Regions from separate parts of the Gossypium hirsutum genome. Here region 2 is linked to region 1. Evidence: chromatin contacts called from public Hi-C data. All regions are on one chromosome and are shown on one strand. The core of a region is the stretch at or near the end of the contact, and the rest is flanking DNA. Distances in the headings are between cores, read along the strand shown. Region 1 holds the start of LOC107890970. Region 2 holds the start of LOC107891034.

Region 1 (7,023 bases), core at 3,979-6,478:
TTTGAGGTATGTTCCAACTCAATTCAATTTGAGTTATTGTTCACAATAAAAAAAATTATTTAGAAATATATAAACATAAAAGAAAACTTTTGTAACATTTGAATGTGTAAAATGAATTTCCATGTCCAATTCATGAACACTCAGCGACTTTAATCCTATCTTTTCCGTTAGGAAAGGGTAAAAAATTGTTAGCTTCATATTAGAAGGCTTTAGAGCTCCAATTCTGTTGGCCATTTTATGAGAAATACTCGAAGTCCACAGGCAAAACTTTACCAGATTTCATTACATGTTATGGTTTGAAAACTGTTCCTGAAACTTATTTGGACAAGAGTATGGCTGTATGGGGATATGATCCTTTAATGATGTGAAAAGAATTTTAAAATTATAAATTATATCTATGATGGATACATACCAACCTTCAACACTCTCAAGTCCGGTGACATTGGTCATATGTACAGCATCAGTACATATAACTTATACTCCAAAACAGCCAATTTGAATGACGCATATCAGCTCATCCAACAAGATTAATCAGTTCACTACCACTTAAATCTCTGAATACTTTGACCATTTTGAACAGATTCAGGCTTGAACTTTCTGGGAGAGATCAAGTTTATATCAGTGGAGGCTAGGTTTTATGGAAAGAGATCTCACTATGTGGTCGGATCAACAGAGCATGAAATTTTAACAAGTAATTACATTGAGACAGTCAACAATCAAACAAAAGCATGCTAAGAGGAATTCTACCCCATTCTGTTGAACATGCACTTAGAAATCAGTTCGATATCTACGCTATGCTAACCTTAGTGGATAACTCCAAAATGAATCTATATATAATGTCAGTACAGAAAATAAAGAGACAAGAAATGAACTATGGCCATATAGTCCTATTGCTTTTGCTTTTTCTGTGCCGGCTCTGAGGAAGTCCCAGTCTGATAAATAAAAAGACAAAAACAAACTAGGCATAATGTTCCTCAAGAATATCCCAATAAGAGAGAGAAATGAACAAGAATTTAAGATTCCAAATACAATCGTTACATGCAGGGTGGTAAACTAAAGGAGTAGAGCATAGCTAACGGACTTTAAAACCAAAAGCATGACAAGAAGAATGCAACAGCACTCAAGGCTCACCTTGAACACCCAAATACCAATCTCCTACTCCTCCAAACTCTTACTAATAATAATGACCATAATGTTTAGGTCCATAATAAGATACAAAAGGGCATTCTTACCATGTTTGAAAGTTGTTCGCTGATGTAAGTCAATGATCTCAACATAGCTTCAAGTGTGTCTTTAGTCAGCTGAAATTTCACTTCTCTCTCTCCTGAAGGAGACTTGGTATAATCTTGAAGCTGCCCGCAGGGATGAGAAAAGAAATAAGTCATTAACCACTTGTAAGAAATAAGAATTTACCAACTTAAATGGATGAGAAACTTGATTGTAGCAAAGAAATTCTCATTAGAAGAAATGCCTCATTCATCAAAGAACCAAAATAATTATTTCAATGACAGGTGATGCAGGAGCTTAATTTTAAAATATTTTATTTTATTTTATTATTTCAGTTTTTTTTAATATTTAGTTTAAAGAATTAGGTATCTTTTTTGGATAGCTAGATTATTATTTCTTGAGGTTAAATCTAGGACTAATAATAAAACTTTATTTGAAAGAAAGTCCAGTTACTTTGCTTGCAATGAAGTCTATTCTATATATGCTGTAACAGATTTACAGCAACAGTTTTTTTTATTTTTTTATTTTTTTTATTTTTTCCTTTGAGTTAATAAGAAACTTAGAGGCTTTCTATAACACTAAGTTCTCTAGTGTTCAATATTCTCCTTAACCACATCACCAGGATTTGTAGCTGGCCTTTGTTTTAAGAGCATGGATACCCTTCCTACAAAGTAACACGCAATTAGGGGAATTTATGGACAATAAACAGGTTTTACTCCTTGCTTTCTTGGCAAAATAAAATTGACAATGTTCTACATTTACCATCTCCAACTATCATAGCAAAAAAGTCGGAAAAATGGTATACAACATGCAAAAGTCTCAGCCTATCACGCTTAGCAAAAAAAATAAGCCCAAACCAAAATGTAAGACCAGAGTCTTCATTACGAGAGCCCAACCAATTTGATGTAGTAAATGAGCAATTGACCAAGTACTCTGGATCAAACAATTTAAAGGGAGCAAGTAATGGTAACCATCAGTAAATAAGCATTTATTAACCAATCCTATATCCTCCATTGTGTATTCTTATATCTAAAGTCGGAAAAAAAATTCACACAAGAATCAAAATGGCCCCAATCAATAAAATCAAAGCGTACCAGCCTAATGAAGACCTTAATCGGATACTATTTATGTGCATTTAGAGCACCAGCTGACACCTTATATTGTCCTAAAGCTGATTAGTAAGAACAAGGAGGGGTAGGAAGAAGGACATTAGAATTTTTTTCCCTTTTCTATTTTCCCCTTCTTGGATGTGGGGTAGCTGGAAGTAGAGGCATAGAAAAGCACTTCCATGAACAGAGGACAGACTCCAGAGCATGTTTTTATCTGGTCATAACAACTTCATGAAACTTATTTTGTCGATTTTCCCAGTGCTCTTAAAGTCTAAGCATCATTAATTCTCTAATAATTCTTGTTACGCTTTCACTAAAAGTTAATAGCACATAGAATTTTGGAAGAACATTAAGTCTCTGTGTTGGCAACATGTAAAATGTTCCTCAAATAAGATCTTTCTGAATATCAGAAAAAGGGAACCATTCTGGTGTTCACAATGATGGAGTCTGGATGGTTGTTGCCATACACGATTCACATACCTTAAGATGGATAATAGCTGCTTTATTGGCTGGCGCTGAGTTGAGATTCTCCACGGTCCATGTCATTGACTTAAGCCGGGGTAAAACTTCCTATAACCAAATTAAATAAGACACGTCAAGAAATATATAAAATGAGCCAGAAAGAAATAAAGTGTGATAGCTAATTCATTTACATATTTTTGGCTTAAGAAATCTGATGTGGTTTAAGGAGAAAACAACAATAATCAATAGAATTAGGGTGAACAAACGATATTAGTTAAATGGAAGAAAGAGGGTAATAAGCATTCGGATAAAGCTAATTAAGTCTCAATCAAGAATTGAACCCAAGTAGGAAACTCAGACCAGCTGCCATATCAAAAGAAATAGCAATCTTACATTCATGTCTATACAGGCAAGTCAGAGCTTTCAACTATTTGAGAAAGGAGACGAATATACCTTTAACCAAAATAAATTATACTGAACTCCTTTCCTTAACACAAAGATAACTTTTAATAAGAAGCATGTGTTTGATTTAGACTAGTTGAGGATTAATGGTAATGTGGGGGAAAAGTTGCTGCACAAATTTCATCATTGCAAGGAAAGAGACAGTAATCCAAGAGGTAGCTGGAAAAGGGAGATGATTAATTGACGAGTACAAATACATGAAATGTATGAACATTAACTAATTATATTTAGATTTATTGAAGAAGAAACTAATGAACAAATAAGAAGTTCTATATACCAGATTGTCTGGAGGACCAGCATCCTGTTGCATTAGCAAGGGAGCCAGATGAAAACCAGCTGCGTCAGCAATGATTGGTGAAGCCCCAAAATCACCAAGATTAGTGCTGGTACTAGGATCATCTTGACGAGACCACAAGGAAGTTGGAATATCAGAATATGGCAATGGTGTGAAAGATGGTGGTGCGTTTGCCCTTATCTGATAGGAAACACTGGTCCTTGGCAATGAATGTGGATGCTAGATAAGATGAATATCAACAAGGCATTACAACCAAAAATTAAATAAGATGAGAATTAAGGGGGGGGGGGGGGGAAGAGAGAATAGCCATTACATTACCTTGCAAAACCGGCTTTCAGTAGATATTGTAAACAGTCTAAAACTATTAATTAGAGTATATTATACATCAGAAAGCTTAGCTATAAAAATCACTCTCATCTTTTTAAGTAAAATATTTCCTAAACTTTTTCGGGACAAATTGCAACATCCTAGATTTTTTTGGATTTGTGTGAAAGTATCAAGCCATTAATAAATCAATAATATAGCCTCTACATACATTGAATAAAAGGTTTTGAATTCAATTTGAATAACTATCACAAAGATCCTCAAGGTGAAACACTTGTTGCAGCTTGTAACGACCCCTGAATATAACAGCTGTGTAAAAGTAACAAGTCGCTAATGAATCAGCTTATATGTCCCCAATTCACATTGACTGTAAGGCACTGAATTCTGTTTAAACCACAATCATAAGTTGCTTAAATATTGCAAAAAATATTAAAAATAAATAACAACACCCAAATCACCAACTCGCATTAGCATAGCAGTAAACAGGCATGTAGAAATTTTTTTTTTTGAAAAATTATGAAATAAGTTACTACTTACCTGTTCTTTTGCTAGTTCTTCCTTCCATTGACTCTGATATTTCTGCAACAATAGAACCAGAAGACTTTGCAAATCAAGTGACAAATCAGGCGGAAACAGCTTCAAAAGATCATCGCCATTGAAATTTTCATGTACAGATTTCCTGATAAGCAATCGAAGGCATGCCAATACCTATTCATCACATTTTTCGACATATTATTATTCAAGTATCAATTATCACTACAAACATCAAGAAAAGAAAATCATTTATCATTTGCAATAAGCCTATAATCTAATTTAGTCTCCGCTAGATTATCACTTCACATTTTCAAAAAGAAAAAGAAAAAAAAATCAAAAGCAAGAAGTTAAAAGTAAAGTGTATATTTAGTTATAAAAATAAATAATAATAGCAAAATTAACAACAAATTTAAAACGCGGAATCCTTTTAATGTTTAACTTCCAAGTTTCAAGGTTTAACACTTCAAACAAAAACTACACTAAAACAAATCAAAGAAAGAAGCGTGTTTGGCTGCAGAGAAAGTGCGAAGGAAAAAAAGAAGAAGGAAAATTACAGGGTCGAGGTCGGGAAGGGAAGGGAGCGAAAGGAGAGAATGAAACCGAGACTTGTCGGGCGGGCGAAGACCGCACCTTCGAGTTTTCCATAGTGTTGTTAAAATTTGGTCCAGAATTTGCTCTGATTTTACAGATGAAAGCTTGTGCAGTTGAAGATACAACGTATCTTCCGCCATTTTTCTTTTCTTTTCTTTTTTTCCCCGTCGTCTTGGCTTCAGGTTATGAGGTTCAAACGACATGTTTAGGACTTGACCCGTTTTTATTCGGGTGGGTAACATTTATCCGAATACTAAGTTCTTGGGCTTAATCCAATCAAACAAATTCTATTTGATTCTTTTTCTTTTTCAAAAAAACTCCGGGAAAAACTATAGATATGATTTAATTATTTAAATTCAATTTTTTTTAATTTTTTAATAAAAGTAAGGGTAAATTACATCATTAGTCACAAGCTATGAGTAAATTATTGTTTTAGTCACTTAACTAAAAAAAGTACAATTTGATCACTAAACTATTCAAAAGTTTTCATTTAAGTCATTTGAGCTATTAAAATTGATGTTATATAGTTTTCTCTATTCGCACTACATGCACCAATCGAAAGCTTTCTTTCTCCTTCTCTTCTACAGTTTAGTTTTCTTTTCATTAAACGATTTTGGATATCACAAATCTGCGAACCAAAATTCAAACAACTTTTTTCTCTGATCTTCAACACTAACTGTCAGATTGACTTAGATTTAAGGTATGTTCTTCTACTCGTCGATGGATACTGATTCATTGTACCAATCGTCGAATCGTCGTTTAGAGCGTTTGCGAAACATTTAAGAAAAACTTAACAACCTAGTGACTTAAATAAAAAATTTTGAATAGCTCTGTGACTTAAGTGAAAACTTTCGAATAGTTCAGTGACCAAAACAAAAACATAACTATAATTTAATGATTAATGGTGTAGTTTACCCTAAAAATTAAAAGCAAATTAACCTAGGTGAGAGTCATTTTCTCAAACCCATGCCATTTTCATCATCTTATAACAGTTGGATGATTGTCAAAGGGGCCTTCTTTATTATACATACCCTATATGGTCTACCCAAAACAAGACTTGCCATCCCATCCGTGGTGTAATCCCTTTATGATAAATATAGACTACTTACACATCCCATTTCCGTCTAAACATAGCCATAATTACACGCATTAAGGCATTTGGTTATGGAATTACTGATTCTTTTCTCTAATAAATGTACATTCAAAGTGTTTGTCTCTAGAATAACTTTCCTCAAACCCATATCCTATGCACAACTCAAGCCATCGTAAATTCCCCATAATTTCGAATCACCAACTATACATGCTCCACACTATCGTATGAACTCCATAACCCATTAGCTATTACTATCCCATATGATCCTCTCAACGGAAGCCAACTCTTCAGTGGTCATTTTTGCAGCATCAATGTTCACCTTATACCAACCACATAAAAGTCATTCCCCCTAATTAGTCGACTAACTCATTACCCTTTATTCACATGTAACAATTTTGTTGCACCATAGCAGTTCTTGTCTCATCTCTCATCTAAAGCTTCTCGCAAGCACTCGTTCAACTTCCACATAGTTTGGGTCAAAGATCATCTTGATCTTTCTAAGCCAAAGGTTCCAACAAACAAATACAAAGAGTAGATCCCCATACTTAGGCTCTTTTGTGATACGAACTCGATTGTAGATGTCTCGAGTAGTATTTGTTGTCCAATCGTGAATTTGAGTAAGAGCTGTATCGTTTTAGAAATGAATTAAGTTTAATCAAAATAGACTAATGAGAAGAAAGAAATAGACTTAAAACAAGGTTGCGAAATGGTAAAGCAAAGATAGGTAATTCGATTAAGGCTTGAGAATGAACCGGAAATAATGTGATTGTTGACCCGAAACTCAAAATAGGTCTTAGGTGAATTCAGTTTAGGGAAAACAGCACAAAACCTTGACACACTATCAAATGTGATAGGAACTAAATGTAATGAACGCCACACTAGAAAGTGATAAGTTCGATTAATAATAGAAAGGAAATAACGCCACA
Region 2 (6,330 bases), core at 1,293-3,792, 210 kb before region 1:
GATTCATAGGACCCAACATAAAACAGGAAAGTTTGAGAAATAGATTTACAGTGTCTAAAACAGGTTATGCTATTTACATGCCACAAAGAAAAAGCTGATTATCATTCTAAGTGAATGGAAGAGCATACCTTTCCTTCAGGCATCAATCTGGTTAAGATGGAATTGACTAAAGGCGTCTGTACAACCCTTCTTTTATGATGTCGTTTCTTGAAATGAGGATCCGGGCACTGCATACAGCACATAAGTATTGTCATTTAACCTACCAAATTAAAAGGAATGATCCAGGGGCAGAAGCACACTCACCAATATTGAAACAAGCGCCAAAGGTCCAGGGTAAGTGGATGCTAACTGTTTGAACGAAACTGCAGCATTTGCGAACATGAAATGTCTGCAATAAAAGCTTACATGATCAAATCCCCAATAATACTGTTTTTTAATAAAAACAAGTTTCAAAAGCCTTACATGTTACTAAGAGCCAGCTCCTTTACCCAAAACTCAGCACGTTTAACCAGCTGCAGGACCAACAAAATTTTTTTATTAACATTAAATGAACCACCAATATGGCAATCTATCATAACTCCAACACTGAAAGAAGAGCAGATAAATGTAAATGTACTCAATCAAAACAATTATAGAGTAAATTAGCACTAGTCCGAGGAGTTCTATCTCATACTTTTGCTCGTATTTCCAGTCCCAAATAATTTTGTGAATCAGGGTTTTGTTTCGCAAGCCATAAGAGAAATCTGCCACTTCCTGAGAAATGTTTTTTCCTGCTGTTAGATTTATCAGTACTTGTCCATGCTTTACCGTGAACAAAAAGTAAGATACCTATGACAACAATGCTAATAACTAAGTTGTGAAGCCAATTTCAGCAGACATAAGGAACGATATGAAAAAAAATTTTAACCATTAACATTCTTATCAAAGACGATCAAAGAAAGATACTTATCAAAGACGACTGGATAAAAAAGAATGTGAATGAAAGGCAACTGTTTGAACCATTGACACCATATTGAAGCTCGAAAAACTCCAGTCAGAAAACAATAAATAGCTAAAGGAACATGGCACCAGGCCTCTACAGTACTGGGTACTCTTCCCCAACTTTAACCTACCTGCTCAATATCATAATGGTATACATTATTGGATAATGTAAACAATTTACAGGTTAAAAATTCCTGTAGCTTTTCAATGTTGTCAATCAACATTTGAGGATTAAAATGCAAAAGCTCATCTATTATACAAGGATCCCAGTATCTTGGTGATGGTTCAGGTTCTCAAGGATTTAAAATCAGGAGATAAAAGAAACAGCCACTTCCTATCCCAGACTCTGCATAGATAAAATTTATGTTGTTTTGACAAATCATTTTTCTTTAAGCACCTATGTCGGATGCATATCCGAACATGGATATGGAGATATAACCCTCAAAGGACCCTTAAATCACATTGAAAGAACATGGGTAACATAGGATAAAAGGGTTCTCGTCATTAATTGGATAATAAATGGAATATTTCTTCATAGTTCTCCATGATCTAAAAGAGTTATTAAAAGGATAGCATAGCATCAGTTAGCAGATATTTTGAATGGATAGAGAGGTTACCACTTACCACTTCCAATATCCACCATAAGTGGCAATGTTGGATCCTTGAAGGCTTCATCCCAATTAGGTACAGGTGCTGGCACCTACCCAGAAGCATGAAAAAACGAAGCCAGTAAGACAAAAGCATTACTTCTTTTATCTAACACAAGAGATAATGAAAATAACCTGTTCACTACTGCATTGCAAGAAAGCAATAAGAAGAAACCCAAAAGTTCATAAATAACTCACGGAGAAAGATGAACTGAGAGGGTTGACATGTTGCCTAATTCTTACATGACCCAACTCCTGCAACCGAATAAAGGGGGGAGGGGAACCCACCGTTATCATAAAAAGAAGAAAAAATTATGATTAAAAGAAAAACTTGATGACCCATTATGATGAAAAGATAAAAGTTGAGGATGGAGGGGACCTGAGAAATCTTGTCAGTGAGGTTAAGGTCGGCATACTCGAGAGCCACCAGATCAGTACTCCTAATCTCCTTTTTATCTGTAATGGGAACTGAAAGGGAAGCAGAAGTTTTGGAAATGCAATATTTGTGGCCAAGAGAAGAAGGGAATTTGTGTAGTAGTATTAGTGAGGAAAGAATTTGTTTTGCAGCCCCTGGGACAGCAGCACAACTGTTTAAGCAAAGGGATGAAGCCATTTCACATTCCTTCTTCCACTGGCATTTCCTCCAACTTTTCGAACAGTGCTAAAGGGTCGGGCCTCCTTCCAAAGTTTGTTGGATTGGGTGTAGGCTTATGTTTTAAGGGCTCAACCCCTTAGAGAGGCCTGTATCCTCTTTGATGTTATAAAGAAAAAAGAACATCTAAATTAATTGACAAAGGCATATCATTATCAAACCCCATAATCCTCCCAGAAAAACAAATGAAAAATGCTCTACGTCCTTTAACCATCCAGAACCTTTGGTGGATATCCTGCCAAGTATCAGTTAAAAGAAGACCTTCATAGTATTTGTTACAACAGCAAATGTCACAAACACATTTAACAGTACAAGCCAGTGGAGAACAAGTCCATAACTTGTGGAAGACATGGCTTTGGGTTTGCCACCACTCAATTTCAAACTCCAGTGCTCCTCTACTTCCACCTTCTCCTCATCCTCTTCAACCAACTACCGCCCTGCCGTCATCCTTCCTGTTAATTCTCCATGCGCTTATTACCTTCTTCTTATGCTTAAACATGTTTATGTTTTGTTGCATTTGACCCCTTTCTTTTTGGGTTTTCTCATTTCAGGGGTTAGGGAATAATACAGGTGACTATAAGAAGTTGGAGTTCACCTTGCAAGAGTATGGAGTGTCCACCGTTGTTGCTAATGTTTCAAGAATTGATTGGCTGAGGAATGCAGCTGGCTTGGTGGACCCTAACTACTGGAAAGGCACTTTGCAGCCTAGGCCTGTTCTTGACTGGTATTTATCTTAAGATCCCTTTCGATTTAAACAATGCAGAACGTATGCAAGTTGTAACATAGAAATTTGGTTAATGATTAGATATTGCGTGAAAGCAGGTATTTGAAGAGGGTTGATGATGCAGTTCAAGAAGCAAAGGAATTGGCACAAGGTATCAATCTTTGCCATTACCTTTCAGTAATGTTCTGACTCGAATGCAAATATTATATACAAATATGCGTCTAAACCTATAAAAGCATGTGATTGTAGGTGGGAAATTGTCAGTGATTGGTCACTCAGCTGGAGGGTGGCTAGCTCGTCTTTACATGGAAGAATTTGGACTCTCCCACATCTCCTTGCTTCTCACTCTTGGTACTCCCCACTTGTAGGTCTTTTATTTCAATACTCAACTATTTTTCTCTCGGAAGCTTCTGTTTGTTCAAATGATTTTAGTAATTTTTTTTAGTTTCTTTTCGTATATTTGGCGGATCATAACCCTAAAAATATGTATCGTATTGGAAAAGTGAGAAGTAGAGGGTGATTGGATGGTCAACTGCTGTAATCCCATTTGCAAGCACTGGCTTTTCCTTTCTTTTGTAATCATTCAACCTCCAAATGACTGAAGGGGAGAAGAGTGCTTAAAAGCCTTATCTATGTATTTTGGTCTATTTTGCAGGCCTCCTCCGAAAGGTTTGCCAGGGGTCATTGATCAAACAAGGGGCCTACTATATTATGTTCAACAACACTGCAAAAAAGCTGTTTATACTCCTGAGTTGAAATATGTATGCATTGCAGGGAGGTAAAATCAAACTCAGATCCTGTTCCTGTTTCTGCATTAGTTCTACTTCACTCTATTCAAGTTGCCAAATACCTTTTTCATTTTACTCGTTCACGTGTTGCTCCAACTCCTAATTTTTCTTGAATTTCTTGTCTGACACATACGCGGACAATAACGTATGGGAAGATGATACTCAAAAAACCTTCCAAATACCTGAACAGTCAACTCTTCCAACATATTATAGGGGACAACCTATCATTCTTCTGCAAAACTTGTGCAGAATCTAAATTGAAATATATGACATTATTTTATGGATTTGGATCCCTTAAAGTTGATGATTCACATAAAACCTGACACATTACTCAGTTGCTTAATATGAGAACTTTGGATAAGACAGGGATTAATGAAGCAGAAAATTGCCTGTCTGGGGTATTGTTCTTATTTAATTGTCACATTCAAGTGCAGGTATCTTCAGGGGGCTCGTTTTGTTAACGACTCAAAAGTGGCAGTTGAGTCTATGGCCACCATTGATGATGACCAACAAGAATCAGATGTTGCTGTTGTGAAAAATATGACAGATTCAACCCCTGTTTCCACGACCTTCCAAGCTCGGTTTGTTGGCCAAGGGTACAAACAGGTTAACACCAAAACCAACAATCTAGACTCATTTTCTCCAATCAAGTTTCTATATATTTGTCAGCTTGATCTGATGGTAAGCTTGTAGCCATGAAATCAGGTTTGTGGGGAGGCAGATGTTTGGGGTGATGGAGTTGTGCCAGAAGTATCGGCTCACTTAGAGGGAGCCCTTAACATAAGCTTGGATGGAGTGTACCACTCACCTGTTGGTTCAGATGATGTATCAAGACCATGGTATGGTTCTCCCGCAGTTGTGGAGCAATGGATTCATCATCTCCTCAATTGATCAAGTCTGAGAGAATATACACATAAATATATATTATCTCTTCATGTAATCTTTGATTTGTTGATGAACTTCTCGTACCTAATAACCTGCATTAGTTTGAACTTCAAATTAAGTAATATATGCAAGAGCAAGGTTCACTGTCCACTGCACTGGAAGGCAGCTTACAAGGGTGATCATTGAAATTCAAAATGAACAATGGTTTTCTCATGATTGAATGATTAAACTACTAGTTGATCAAAGATCCGGTTACCATAAACAGTACAAATGAAAATCAGGAAACCAAATGAAAATGTTACTTTTTCACTCCCTAGTCCCTACAGAATTTTTACACAAGTCCAGCTGGGAACATTTCCTCAGTTGCAAGGCTACCAGAGAGTTTAGCTAGCAAAATGAAAAGCAAAACATGAACATACATAAAAAAAGTTCAGTTCAGAATAACAAGAGCTAGCTTGATGTTGGTAGGGCAACCAGTGGTTATACATGAAAATAGAGGTCAGCTAGACTTCATAAAATGGCGGGATAGCATTTTCCCGATCTCTAGGAAACCAACTTTTTCTTTTCCATCAAAAATTGTCTTAAGCTTCTCATCACAAAAGATCTCCTTCTTGTTAGCAGGATTCTGCAGGCAAAAGTATCCGTATATATTTCAGTGCATTTTATTAGACAAGGTTTCTCACACAACAATGTCAGCATCACTCAAAATATGATATCCACACAGATTCTATTAAAAATAAAATAGAAAAGTCAGCAACTTTAACATCACAACAAGCAGCATAGAAGGCAGTAATGACAACAACAGCTTACATGATCTTGCATAAAAAGAATCATGGTTCACAGAAAATTTATTGTTCGGGGTAAAAACATGATTATCATTTCCTGCCTATGGTAAAGACAAACATATACCACATAAATTTCTCAGTTAAAGTACTTGGGAGGTTCCTGTAATATAAGGACTGGATCAAGTTAGTCCCTCTATTATTAAATGGGTCATTTTAGTCCCTATACTATTAAAAAGAATTAAATATGTCCAAATTATAACAGAGTTAAACATTTACTGTATAAAAAATGTCTTGAAAATTATTTTTTTCAATTGCAGTTCAATTCTAAACAAAATATTTCATTAACAGAACCATAAAAACTTTAAAAATATTAACTCTGTTAAACGGTAAATGATATTTTCTTAAATAATAAATGTTAACTCTATTTCAATTTTGCCTTATTTGATTCTTTGACCAGGTCCCTATAATAGAGGGGCCTCTCAGGGTACATTTACCCAAATTTCTCTTCCTCAACTTCGTAGACATAATATGAAACACGTGCATGAGGTTAGAGGATCCATAGACAGCAGAGAGTCTTATCACAACCATTATCTCCTACGTTTTTTCATTCACTCATGATCTCTTTTCTACTGACAATAGCTAGTCTGTTATATGGCACCAATCATTAAACCCTAAAAGAAATCCAAGTGTCTAATTTCTAAATAATGTGTACAGAATACATGTTGCATGGGAGATATGCAGAAAATGTGGATTCTCCAATGAGAACTCTTAAGCAAGCATTAAAGGATAAAAAGGAAGCAGAGGGTGAAAATGTTGCTTAGGAGGTAGAAATCTAGAAAGAAGAGAACTCAAACACCAAAAATAACCT

Evidence for each region. Hi-C and Micro-C count contacts between places; a contact is called where the count stands out from the background.
Region 2: a contact with region 1 is called in a Hi-C map of leaf, with 2.8 times the contacts expected there. The contact joins the promoter of LOC107891034 here to the promoter of LOC107890970 in region 1. A contact is called at or near these places in 13 of 34 Hi-C or Micro-C datasets (callus, fibers, hypocotyl and 3 more).

The regions. Positions count from the first base shown.
Region 1 is chrA11:89,385,914-89,392,936 of Gossypium_hirsutum_v2.1, reverse strand. It overlaps LOC107890970, which reads right to left and starts at 5,228. Exons shown (of 6, transcript XM_016815593.2): 1 at 4,968-5,228; 2 at 4,417-4,587; 3 at 3,538-3,774; 4 at 2,817-2,906; 5 at 1,233-1,352; 6 at 680-932. The coding sequence starts at 5,207. The coding sequence ends at 888.
Region 2 is chrA11:89,593,809-89,600,138 of Gossypium_hirsutum_v2.1, reverse strand. LOC107891034 reads left to right here and starts at 2,542. Exons shown (of 7, transcript XM_041081970.1): 1 at 2,542-2,734; 2 at 2,832-3,004; 3 at 3,103-3,155; 4 at 3,241-3,355; 5 at 3,660-3,782; 6 at 4,227-4,398; 7 at 4,486-4,825. The coding sequence starts at 2,630. The coding sequence ends at 4,491. It overlaps LOC107956832 (tRNA (guanine-N(7)-)-methyltransferase), which reads right to left and starts at 2,508. Exons shown (of 8, transcript XM_016892339.2): 1 at 2,008-2,508; 2 at 1,827-1,883; 3 at 1,606-1,681; 4 at 674-753; 5 at 463-512; 6 at 304-388; 7 at 129-227. The coding sequence starts at 2,241.